Regions from separate parts of the Rattus norvegicus genome. Here region 1 is linked to region 2. A link is a contact called in public Hi-C data. All regions are on one chromosome and are shown on one strand. The core of a region is the stretch at or near the end of the contact, and the rest is flanking DNA. Distances in the headings are between cores, read along the strand shown. Region 1 has its middle 94 kb from the start of Itga6. Region 2 overlaps LOC102555148 (a long non-coding RNA gene).

The links. Hi-C and Micro-C count contacts between places; a contact is called where the count stands out from the background.
Region 1: a contact with region 2 is called in a Hi-C map of Schwann cells, with 2.1 times the contacts expected there. The contact joins two enhancer-like sites. A contact is called at or near these places in 2 of 12 Hi-C or Micro-C datasets (Schwann cells and liver).

Annotation. Positions count from the first base shown.
Region 1 is chr3:76,928,189-76,934,236 of GRCr8, reverse strand. No RefSeq gene overlaps it. Among named protein-coding and RNA genes, the nearest start is that of Itga6, 94 kb to the left of the region's middle. Within about 2 kb of position 2,421, at least 19 of the 93 cell types and tissues checked have an H3K27ac peak or open chromatin away from gene starts, as enhancers often do. A contact at or near this core is called in Schwann cells, where this site is marked.
Region 2 is chr3:76,839,909-76,845,589 of GRCr8, reverse strand. All of the region lies in intron 2 of LOC102555148 (a long non-coding RNA gene), which reads right to left. Among named protein-coding and RNA genes, the nearest start is that of Dlx2, 61 kb to the right of the region's middle. Within about 2 kb of position 1,424, at least 2 of the 93 cell types and tissues checked have an H3K27ac peak or open chromatin away from gene starts, as enhancers often do. A contact at or near this core is called in Schwann cells, where this site is marked.

The DNA of each region.
Region 1 (6,048 bases), core at 1,172-3,671, 88 kb before region 2:
CATGGTCCTTTCACCTTCAAGGCTAACTGGACACAGACAGAGACTGGGGGTGGGGAACGTTATGTGGCATTATCACGGCTGGTTCTCCGTCAGGCACCGTGTCTCCCACGGTTGAACTCACCTAATCCCCACAGAATTCCCGGAGTGGAGGGGCCACCTGATTGTGCTACTATTGACGAAGGAACCAGGTATTGAAGGTAGACAGCACAGGCACAGAGGGAGCAGGGATGGGATTCAGCTGTTCCTTGTGTGAAACTCTTCCGTTTCAAAATACTGTGGATTATGGCGGTCACTGTGCTGCTGGACTGAACTGCATCCCTCCTCCATATCCCCATCCCATCACCAAAGGCATGTTGGAGTCCTTCTAGCTGCTGATGCTGTGACAGGAATCTGACCTGAAAAACAAGTCTTTACAGAGGAAATCACATTCAGATAAAGGGCTGAGGTGTAGCTTGGTGGCAGAACATGTACTTTACCTGCATAAGATCCTGGGCTTGATCTTTTAGTCTTTACTTTTATTTTTTCAAATATTTTACTTATTTATTTATGTATTTAGAATCTCTCTCTCTCTCTCTCTCTCTCTCTCTCTCTCTCTGTGTGTGTGTGTGTGTGTGTGTGTGTGTGTACATGTCTACACACACACACTGGATTGACATTAAGATGAGGTCACCCTAGGTTAGGATAACTCCCACTTTATGACTCGTGTCTCCTAGACTGGAATACTATAGGACTTGGGTTGAGTGCTTACAGAACTTGCACAAAGTCCTGGGTGCACGGTGGCACACACCTGTAATTCTAGCACTCGGTGGATGGAGGTCAGGCAGCCAGAAGCTCAAGATCAAGCTATGTCTCTAGATAGCCACATCTCAAGGCCAGCCTGAGATGAATGAGACCCCGTCTCAAACAAGAGTGCTAAGTTCGGAAAGAAACACAGAGGATAGGGCTGTGTGTGGACAGACACTGACTGGAGCACTAGGTGCTTGGAGAAATGCCGGCACCTGCCAGAAGCTAGAGGAGGCCCGGAAGAGTTTACCTATCAGCCTCCAGAAGGGTCACGGCTGCTGGATCGTGGCTTCAGATAATGGCCTCTCATTAGCTCACTGCCTCGGCTGCCTCAGAAGGCTAAGCACTGACAAATATGAGAAAAGCCTGGTAGGGTCTCTGCTCCCTCTACAAGTGCACAGGACACTTGATCCAGGAACTACTAGAGACTCCAGAGAGCAGAAAATTTTGTCTGGGGGATGGGGGATGTGGGGGAGGAGGAGTGAACCTTTTTACCTTCTTTACAGGTTGGTGATTCTACCTTCAAAGAATGGTAATTGTTACTTCTGACTTTTTAAAAAAATGATAATAATTGTAAAATGGTCCCCAGATGGAAAGGCAAAATCACCTGCTGTAAACAAAAAATGAAAAAATATTAAGGTAAAAAGTATTTATCTGTTTTTTTTTTTCCTACTACTCACGAGTCACAGTGTGAAAGAAATTCAGCATTGTAGACCTGTATTAAGCTGCTGTGAGGACCACAAATCTAGCTGTTTGGTACAACATTCTGTGCAAAGAGCATGCGTGTGTGCGTGTGTGTTTGCCTGTGCCATGATTCACTAATGGAGGTCAGAAGACAATCTGTAGGAGTCTCTCTCTCTCATTCCATCCTGTGAGTTCCAAGGATTCTACTCAGGTCGGCAGGCTTGGTGGCCAGTGCCTTTCCCCACTCAGCCACCATGACAAGCTTTTTGTTTGATTTTGTTTTGTTTTAACTGTGTTTATTTGTACATGTTTGGGTGTTTTGCCTGCATGTGTGTCCACACACCATGCACATGCCCGGTGTCCAAGGTGTTACAGATCATTGTGAGACACGACATGGGTGCTGGGCATTGAACTTGGATTCTCTGGCAGGGTCCAAGTACTTTTAATCACCGAACCATCTCTCTAGCCCTTGTTTTAGCTTTTAATATAAGAGCTGACATATTACAAACTTCACTGTGCAGCCCAGACTTGTCTTGAGCTCATGACCCTCCTGCTTCGGTCTCGGAAGATGTGTAATTACAAGCATCCTCATCTTCATGCCTGTCTTGAAGTGGCTGTTAAGTGTGCAAGTGCCACTCACAGTTACAAGAACAGCTGCGGGCCTTTGGCGCCTGGGAAATGAAGAGAGTTGGACATCTACCATTAGCACAACCTTGTGCAAGTGTCACGTCATCACCCCAGGTCATAACCAATGATGTGTCTCGTCTTGAGCGGAGAAAATAAATAAGACTTTTAGGCTAAGAAGAGATCTTTTCATTGTACCGTTGCGGGGAGAAATGTGGAAACCCAGCCAAAGCACACAAGCTGACCTTTGTTTAGACGCTGGCATGAAGGAGAGTGGAAAGGGCTGTTGGGATAAAGAGATATTTGTGTTTCCAACTTGCAAGGGCTGTTGGGATTGTGACACTCCTCAGCACACAGGCCCTTCTGATAAGAGTCAACACGGGCAAGAGTGTCTAGTGCAGTCTATTCTGCTCTTCCCGTGTGGTGTAAAGACCCCACAGGGATGAAAGCCTACTGCACAGACGGAAGCCTGAGGGCCTGGTGTTCCCAGGAAGTCGCCCAGACTGCTGAGTGCCTCAACTGTTGACATTTAAGCGTTTGGCCAACAGGCAAAACACCAATTAAGTTGTGCATGTTTCCTGCTGCCACCTTTTCCTCGGGCACAGTGCCGTCTACAAAGGACATGCTAAGGCTGGACAGACAGATGGCTTCTGTGGGTCTTTTACTCTTGCTGAGCAAGAGTGAGGATCTGAGTTCAAACCCCAAGAACACATACAAAGCCAGGCACAGTTGCATGCTTGTGACGCCAGCGATCCTGCAGTGGGATGGGAGGCAGAGACCAGAGAATGTGCAGAAATTCAAGGGCCACCTAGGTTGGCATATAGACTCTGTGTCAGTCAAGATCAAAAACAAAAAAAATAATAATAAAAAAAACCTAAACTTGTGCTCTGACCTCCACTCATGTACTATGGTGTGCGAGCATGCTCTCCCCCACACACTTATACATACAAATACACACATACACACACAAACACACATACACACACAACACATACATGTACACATATACATACACACACACACACACACACACACACACACACACACACACACACAGCTCTGGAGTTCACGGTGTGAAGTCAGGGTATCATCAGGACTAGGCTGCCGCTGAAAATGCTAGAGGAGACCCTCTCCTAGTTGGAGTAGCTACTTGGTTTGTGACAGCATGCTCCCAGCAATCATCTGGGGTTCTCTCTGCATGCCAGCCTGTGCCCTTGCCTTCCCTGCATGAAGGCTGTCAGGCAGACTGAAGCCCAGCCTCATCCTAACAAATTACATCTTCAAAGACCCTCTTACCAAAGTTCCCTTCTGTTATCGGCATAGCAATTTTGGTGGGTCATGGCTGATTCCATGATATACCTCTCCCTCTTATAAAGCAGGATATGGAGGGACTGCTGTGGGCTCCGGCAACGGCAGTTGTCCATTGTACACAGCAGAGTGAGGCTGGAGAAATAGCTGTCCTAGCCTCTTTCTCATACCACTCTCCGGGCATCAAACCCAGCAGTAACACAGGACAAGGGAGGCAAGTGGATTCTGGGGAGGTCAATCTTGTGCCAGCACAAGTCAGAGAAGGGGGAGGCCTGAGTGGGGTGCCTGCATGCAAATGTTCCTGCAGGTGTCGTGTATGGGGGGGTTAGGGGGAGCAGCTGAGGAACGGCCAGAGTCTAACGGGTTAGGGACAAGGTGTAGACGACTGAACATGACACAAATGATTTGGATACTGAGGATACTGGCCACCATTATACCCATCAGCACATTGTTTTCAGTGGGTTGTTTGTTTGTTTGTTGTTTGTTTGTTTGTTTTTCGTATGTGTGAAGTAGGAAGAATAAAATCCAGGACCATGGGGACACTGGAGACTTTGCCACTGAGCTATGGCCTGCGTTTCGGCATTTCTGATCACTTCTACATTGATGTTCTTAGATTCATGGCACCTTACTTGTTTTACTATTGATCAGTGAGTGTGTTAGCTACTATTCTATTGCTGTAATAAAACGCTACCACCAAGGCAGCTTAAGAAGAAAGTTTAATTGGGCTTATTGTTCAGAGAGTTAGAGTCCATAGTAGCTGGGCAAAAAAGGCCTCCTGGAAGGAACAGCTGAGAGCTCAGAGGCACAGTGGGTGTGGCGTGAATCTTTTGAAATCTCCAAGCCCAGGGACACACCTCCTCCACCAAGGCCTTGCTCCTCACCCTTTCAAACAGGTCCACCAACTGGGGACCAAGTATTCAAACATAGGAGCCTGCAGAGTCCATTCTCATTCAGACCACCGCAGTTAGCAATTGGAATGATATCTTTGATAGACTTTATGACTCCATCAGAGCCACAATTCGCATCCTTTTGGAAAACGTTATCTTTAAACAACTCCTGTGGTTCTTAGATTGAACCGAGATCTTCCTCTCCGCCTTTGTACAAGTTATGGGCACCTTCCAGAATGTTTGCCTCCATCTTTCCTTCTCCCTGAAGAGCTCCTAACCATTCTTCATTGCCTAGCTAAGGAGCGCCTCTTCTTTGAGTCCTCTGATTCTCTCAAGATGTTAACTGCCCCTGAGTTAAGTTAGCACTTTGCACACACCTTTATTTTCATGCTTTGTTCACCGTGTCTATAGTTACTCCCGCCTGCTTACTCAGAACATTTTACATTACTGAATATTCCTTCGTGGCAATCACCTGCGTGTGACAGGCTCTTCCGACAAATACCTGTGGAAAAACAAGTGGGGAGTTTTTATATGGGGTCATGGTTGTGAAGGTTTCAATGCATTACCATAAGGAGGACAGTAGCTCCTGTGTGATGGTCAGGAGGCAGAGAGAGAGAGAGAGAGAGAGAGAGAGAGAGAGAGAGAGAGAGAGAGAGAGAGAGAGAGAGAGAACTGGCTTCTCTTCATTTTCTTGGGGCCCTAGACTACCAGATGGTACCATCCTCATTCAGAGCAGTTCTCCCTCAGTTAGCCCTCTCTGGAAACGCCCTCACAAACACTGCAGAAGTGTGTGCTACAAATCTCCCAGACGCTCCGCAGTCCAACCAAGCTGACAGCATCAGGCATTAGTCCCCACCCCCACCCCCCCTTGCCTTATGAACTCCATCATGTTCGTGCTTTCTTCTTTTACAAGCGAAGAAACTAAGCTTAGGGAAGGCAAAAAGCTTGCTCCCCACCCCGCCCCAAATAAAACATTTTAAATTTTATTAGTATTGTGTGCATGTGCATTTGGTGTGTGTGTGTGTGTGTGTGTGTGTGTGTGTGTGTGTGTGTGTGCGCGCGCGCGCGCATTTGATGTGTGTGCATGTGAGTGTGGGCTTACCGCACGTGTGTGGAGCTAAGGGAAGGACTGTGAAGTCAGTTCTCTCTCCCACCCTTACACGAGCTCTGGGGGTAATCCTGTTGTCTCCGGCTAGCAGGGTGAGCACCTGTGGCTGCTGAGCCATCTTGCCAGTCCTGCAAACTGAACTCTGAACCGCAGCGATATCCTGCTTGCCGCAGCAGAGCCTTAGCACACCCTTCCCCCACCCCCCTCCCCGACCCCCGATCTCTTTAACTCCCACTTGAACAGAACGAGGTGGGGCTGTTGTAATTGTCCTGTTGTCCATCACAGTATAATAGATCTTCCTTCCCAGGTCAAGACAATGAAGAATGAAATGATTTCTAATACCTTATTTATTTTGATCCTCAGAAACTAGCACATGTCAACGAGTCAAACGCCTCTGTTACTACTCTACAATGCCGCCTAACTTAAAAACAAGTCTCCGTTCATATGGCAAGCACCACCCTTGACACACGGAGCCATGGTTTACCTAACCAATAACATTGGCAACTCTGGAGCGAGCGGCCCTGCAAAGCAGCCAGTGGTGCCCTCGTACGTGTAACCCCTGGTTCATCAGTGACCAACCAGCCCCTGCCAAAGGTCTGCACCTATTGGTTGGCGTTCACAGGAGCCTCTGCGGTGTCTATTGCCTGTGTCGCT
Region 2 (5,681 bases), core at 175-2,674:
GTTGATTGGTTCATTTGTTTGCTTGTATGTTTTGAGACAGGGTCTCTCCATGTAGTCCTAAACTATCCTGGAATTGATTCTGTAGACCAGGCAGACTGAACAGAGCTCTGCCTGCTTCTGCCTCCCAAGTGCTAATGTTGAAAGCATGTGCTCCCATGAGAAACATTGTTAATATTCGAAGACCAGAGCATTAGTAGGGAAACAGGGTGAGCTGAGATGTCATCAGCTTCAGCTCTGAGCTTCCTACAACAAAAGTAAAATTAGAAACAGACTTCCCACTCTAAAATTACACAGAAAGCACAGAAGGGTGTCCAGAAATCCGTGTCTTCGGGGCTGGGGATTTAGCTCAGTGGTAGAGCGCTTACCTAGGAAGCGCAAGGCCCTGGGTTCTGTCCCCAGCTCCAAAAAAAAAAAAAAAAAAAAAAGAAATCCGTGTCTTCCTATTCGTAAGCTCTGAGAACTCTCATGCAATTCTCTATGTAAAAGGCGCCGAGTAACATAGCAAGGTATCACAGCCTGAATTCTCTGAAGATGTGAGACTTTCATGTAACCCTTTCCACAGACCCTTCAGAAAAAACAAGGACAGGCGAGCAGGTACTGTCTCAACAAAAAAAAAAACAGAGTTTCAGGTTTGGTTTTCTTCTCCTCGGGACACCGGCTCCCTACCCTCTCCTATGTCCCCCATCCCACCCCAATCCCTTCTTCTAGAACTCATATTCATTCATTCATTCATTCATGATTTTCCTACCTCCCTTCCCTGTGTGTGAAAACAGCAAAACAATCTTCTGATTCTAAAAAACCCAGATATGTTGGGGTCTGGAGATCTTAACGTTGGTATTTCTCGAATATGAGTTCAGTGACGCTGGCAGTGTTGGTGGTGTTCACCGAGTCTTTCTGGCTTCCTTCATTTCCAGACACTCCTCTGCCAGGTGTGCCTGTCATTGCAGTGTGCAAAACACTGAAATAGGAGAAACTTGAGTGTGATTCCAGCCTGGAATACAGAGTAGCATCTTGCCGAGAGAGAGAGAGAGAGAGAGAGAGAGAGAGAGAGAGAGAGAGAGAGAGAGAATCAGGTTTGCAATAATAATATGAAACCATGTGGCATCCTATGGCCAATGAAAGGTAAGCATCAGCAATATTAATAACACATAGAATTACCAAGTGGAAATATAGATCTGGACAATTTTTGCCATACATTGTGTGGTTAGTTAGCAAGGGTGCTTGACACATTGCTTACTCCTGACATATATAATTATATTCAATCAGATTAAAAATAGGTAAAGTGGACTTAATTTTTGTGCATTCCTCACATGGGCAGCGTAATAGAGCTGGCCCTGCTGTTGTGGGACCGGGTGAGCCAGCCCTGAGAGCACGAGAACAGGAGCGCTGGCTCTCCCCTTGCTGGCTGTGTCACTGGGTGAGCTAACAGGGGCAGTGCTCGAGAGCTGGCCCTGATGGTTGGGTGCAGGAGAGTGGGTGGGCTGACCAACTCAGCTACCACTGGGCCCAAATCCAGACCTTTGAGTTGGCCCAGCCCAACATCTACCCCACCTATGAACTGCTGGAGTATGCGAAAGGGCCGGTCCTGCAGATCCAAAGCTGCAGGATCTCCAGGGCACGCAACAACAGGATGTCTTCGAGGAGCTGCTGTGAAGACCCAGTATTGATAGCGTAGCGGAAGTCAGAGGCCTCGAACCAGACCGATGACTCATTGCAATGAACGTTTGCAAGTAAAGATGTGTGGCCAAAAGGGTGTACTGTGTGACACACTGTGACACACTATAGCTTCCACAATTAGGTTTTTCTTTTTTTGAGGAGGAGGTTGCAACGGCAGAGGGTGGGTACAAAGAGACAGGGAAATGAGCGGGATTGGAGTGTAGGGTGTACAGTGCACAAAGAATCAACGAAAAGTGAAATAAAAACACTTGTACCTCAAAGGACATTATTGGGATGGCTCGATCATTCAATCAGTAAAGGATGCTTACCTAGGTTTGAGGACCTGCATCCGATTTCCTAGAACCCACTTTAAAAAAAAAAAAAAAAAAAAAAAAGAGGGCTGGAGAGAAAGAGCACTGGCTGCTCTTCCAGAGGTCCCAAGTTCAATTCCCAGTGTGTGTGTGTGTGTGTGTGTGTGTGTGTGTGTGTGTGTGTGTGTGTGTGTATAAGTAAGTAAACCTTTGTTTACAAAAAAAGCAAAACGAAACAAAAACACTGGATAGGCCGGAGAGAGGGCTCAGTTTTCTCAGCACTCAGTGATGTCTCATTATCATCTGTAATTCCAGCTCCCTGGGGATCTGATGCCCTCTTCTGGACTCCATAGGCACCAGACATTCAAGTGGCACACAGACATAATGTGCAGGCAAAATATTCATACACATAAAGCATAAATAAGTAAATAAGTCTCTAAAAGTAAGGGGGGTAGGCAGGGTTGTAATGCTATCCCAGGGCTGGGAGCAGAGACAGGTTCATGTAGGGTATTATGCCAGCCAGCCAGCCTTGCTTCCTTGGCAAGTTCCAAGCCAGTGAGAAATCATATCTCAAAGAACAATGTGCCAAGGGCTAGAGAGATGGCTCAGAGGTTAAAAGCACTGGCTGCTTATCCAGAGGTCCTGGGTTCAAGTCCCAGCAACCACATTGTAGCTCACAACCATCTACAATGAGATCTGGTTCCCTGTTCTGGAGTGCCAGCACACATGCAGGGAGAACACTGTATACATAATAAATAAATCTTAAAAAACAAAGACAAACAAACAACACAGCTTTAATAGCACACAGCTTTAATCTTGCAGAGGTGGATGGATCTCCGTGACTTTGGGGCCAGCCTAGTGTGTTTTCCCATCCTACTCCCCTCCCTTCCCCCTCAGGGTGTCCAAGTGCTGCACACTGAACTAAAAGGAAGAAGCAGAGCCTGGAACAGCTGCGGTCTGCAGGATCCTCTCAGGTTGTGCACAGACACTTTATTCGGGGTGAACAAGGCCTATATACCAACCTTGGAGAGTGGGAAGGGGTTTTCAAGGTGAACATAAGTCATTGGCTGAAGCTTAACAGACAGGCAATGCCTCATTTGCATGAAGAGGCATCCCAGGGATCCCAGGCAGGTTCTTATGGGGCGAGGGGGTTGGGGGTTGAACTTGTAATGTTGCCAAGGACCATGTGACCTTCCTCAGGTAGAGGGTGTAGGAGTCAGGCACCACAGGTAAGGTCAGGCAGAGAGGAGAAAGCCCTGCTGGAAAAGAGAGTCCTCCATTTTTCGGTGAGTTCAGAGGAGCGATCCCAACATGGCAGACTGCAACCTTAAATAGCCCAGTCCACATAGAGGCCTTGTCTCAAAATAGCAAGAAAACCAATGTTGGAAGCAATTGAAGAATGATAACTGAGGTTTTCATCTGGCCTCGACATACACCTGATCTCTCTCTCTCTCTCTCTTTCTCTCTCTCTCTCTCTCTCTCTCTCTCTCTCTCTCTCGCACACAGACACAGAGACACACACGTGCACACACACAAGAAGCCACTGATCACAAGAAAAGGACATATAACACAGTTTTAAGATAAATAAGAAGCTGCAGGGATACAGGTCCGTCTTGGAGCGATGGCAGGTACCCACAGCTTGGGTCTGACCTCCAGTGCTGCGGGTCTCTGAGAGTGATGGAACTTTTCTCAGCCCATATTGTGTGACTAAGGCATTTAGGGCGCTGGACAGTCAACAGTCACCGAGAGTCAGCCTGAGAAAGTGACTTTGAGTTCCTTGTCTCGAACTGATGGAGACTCAACACTCAGAAACGGGTGGTCATCAGCAAAGCAGAGCAAAGCTTTATTAAGTCAAATTCTGGGGGCCAAAGGGAAAGAAACACTCAGAGTAGGGAGGGGCACTGAGGAAGCTGTTGTTCATCAACGACCATAAGACCCGTGTGGTAGAAGCTGGACAAAGACTGGGTTAATTTCTACTGAGATTGGTTCATTCTCTGAGTGTATCTGGGGCTGAGCCAAGTAGGGGGTGGCATGCTCTGTGCATAGTCTCCTGGCCCACAGGGTGACTGATTGAGTACCCTTCCTTCATCGCTCACCCAGCTAGCAGTGGCTGAAGCTCTCTGCTGTCCATCTCTCAGAGCTTTTTCTTACTTGCTGACCTCACTGTCAGCTAGCTGTTAGCCCTGGCCAGCCTGCTACCGCCCACATTGCCAGTGTTGTTCATCTCCAACCTTGCCTGGCTGGTGTCTTGCTGGCTGTTAACATAACATAACTCTGCTGTCTTTTTTTTGTTTTTGTTTTTTTTATTTTCACATTTATGTGTCCTACTGGTAGTTGTCATCACGGGCCTTTCCCCCTTACTACCTACACAAAGCCAACTCCTGCCGTACCACCACCACCACCACTACCAACATACACACACACACACACACACACACACACACACACGTAAAGGGGAAGGATTTGAATGAGTATTTCTCCAAAAAAGAGACATGCATAGACAATGAACACATGGAAAGATGCCCACATCATTAGTCAACAGAGAAATGTAGTTTAAAACAAAACAAAACGAACACAGACAGAGGAATTGAAGGAATTGGAGCCCTTCACCGCTAGTGGGAATGTATGATGTCTAGCCACTGCAGAATAGACTTTGCTAATTTCTCTAACTATTAAGCACAGAGTTATCTTGTAACTTAGCAACTTTACCTCTAGCTATATGCTCAAGAAAGTTAAAAGCACAAATCCACTCAAAATGCATACACGCATGTTCATTAGCTGTGTTATATATGCCCCAAAAGTAGAAGAAACAACCCAGTGTCTGTCCATCAATATAGAAATAAATAAAATGTGGCGTGTTTATACAGTGGAATATTACTCAGCGACGGGAAAGAAGTGGAGTTCTGTGATACACTATAACATGAGTGGGTCTTTGAACTAATGTGGGAGGTGAGGGAAGTCGTGGATAAGAGCCATCCACAACAGGTAAATGAACAGTGACAAGAGCACATTCGTGACTGCCAGGAACTAATTCGAAGGGGGAATCCTGCTAATAACAACAGGGCTTCTGTCTGAGGTGATTGGAGCATGATGGAATTAGTAAGAGGGATGGGTTAGCTTGTATACCATGGAAATACAGCAAAACCCATGACTGTGTGCCTTCAAATGTCATGCTGTAATGGCATGTAAATTATGTCCGAATTTGATATTTCCTCAAAGGATCCCCAAGGCTGAGCTGGAGACAGGGCTCAGTGGAGAAAACTCACAGAGCATGCACAAGGCCACTGGGGTTTGACACCTGGCATCAAAGAGAGAGGACTGGAGAGATGGGCCTGCAAGGGAAGTGCTTGCTGTACAAGTACAAGGGTCCGAAGCTTAAATTCCCTAAGCGACATAAAAGGAGGGCGTGGTGGTGTAGCGCTGTGCACCTGTGACCCCAAGCCTGGGGAGTGGAAACAGAATGATCCAGTCAGCTTCAGTGAGTGACCCTGAATCAAAAAGACAATGGACATCTACAGAGGAAGACACCTGACTTTGACCTACCTTGACCTCAGAATTCCACAACATACACACACACACACACACACACACACACACACACACACACACACTTTAACTGAGAATGGTAGGCTAAGTCAAAAGATCAAACATTCAAACCCATCCATGGCTACATAGCAAGATGTCTCAGGGATGGCTTAGCAGTTAAGAGCACTG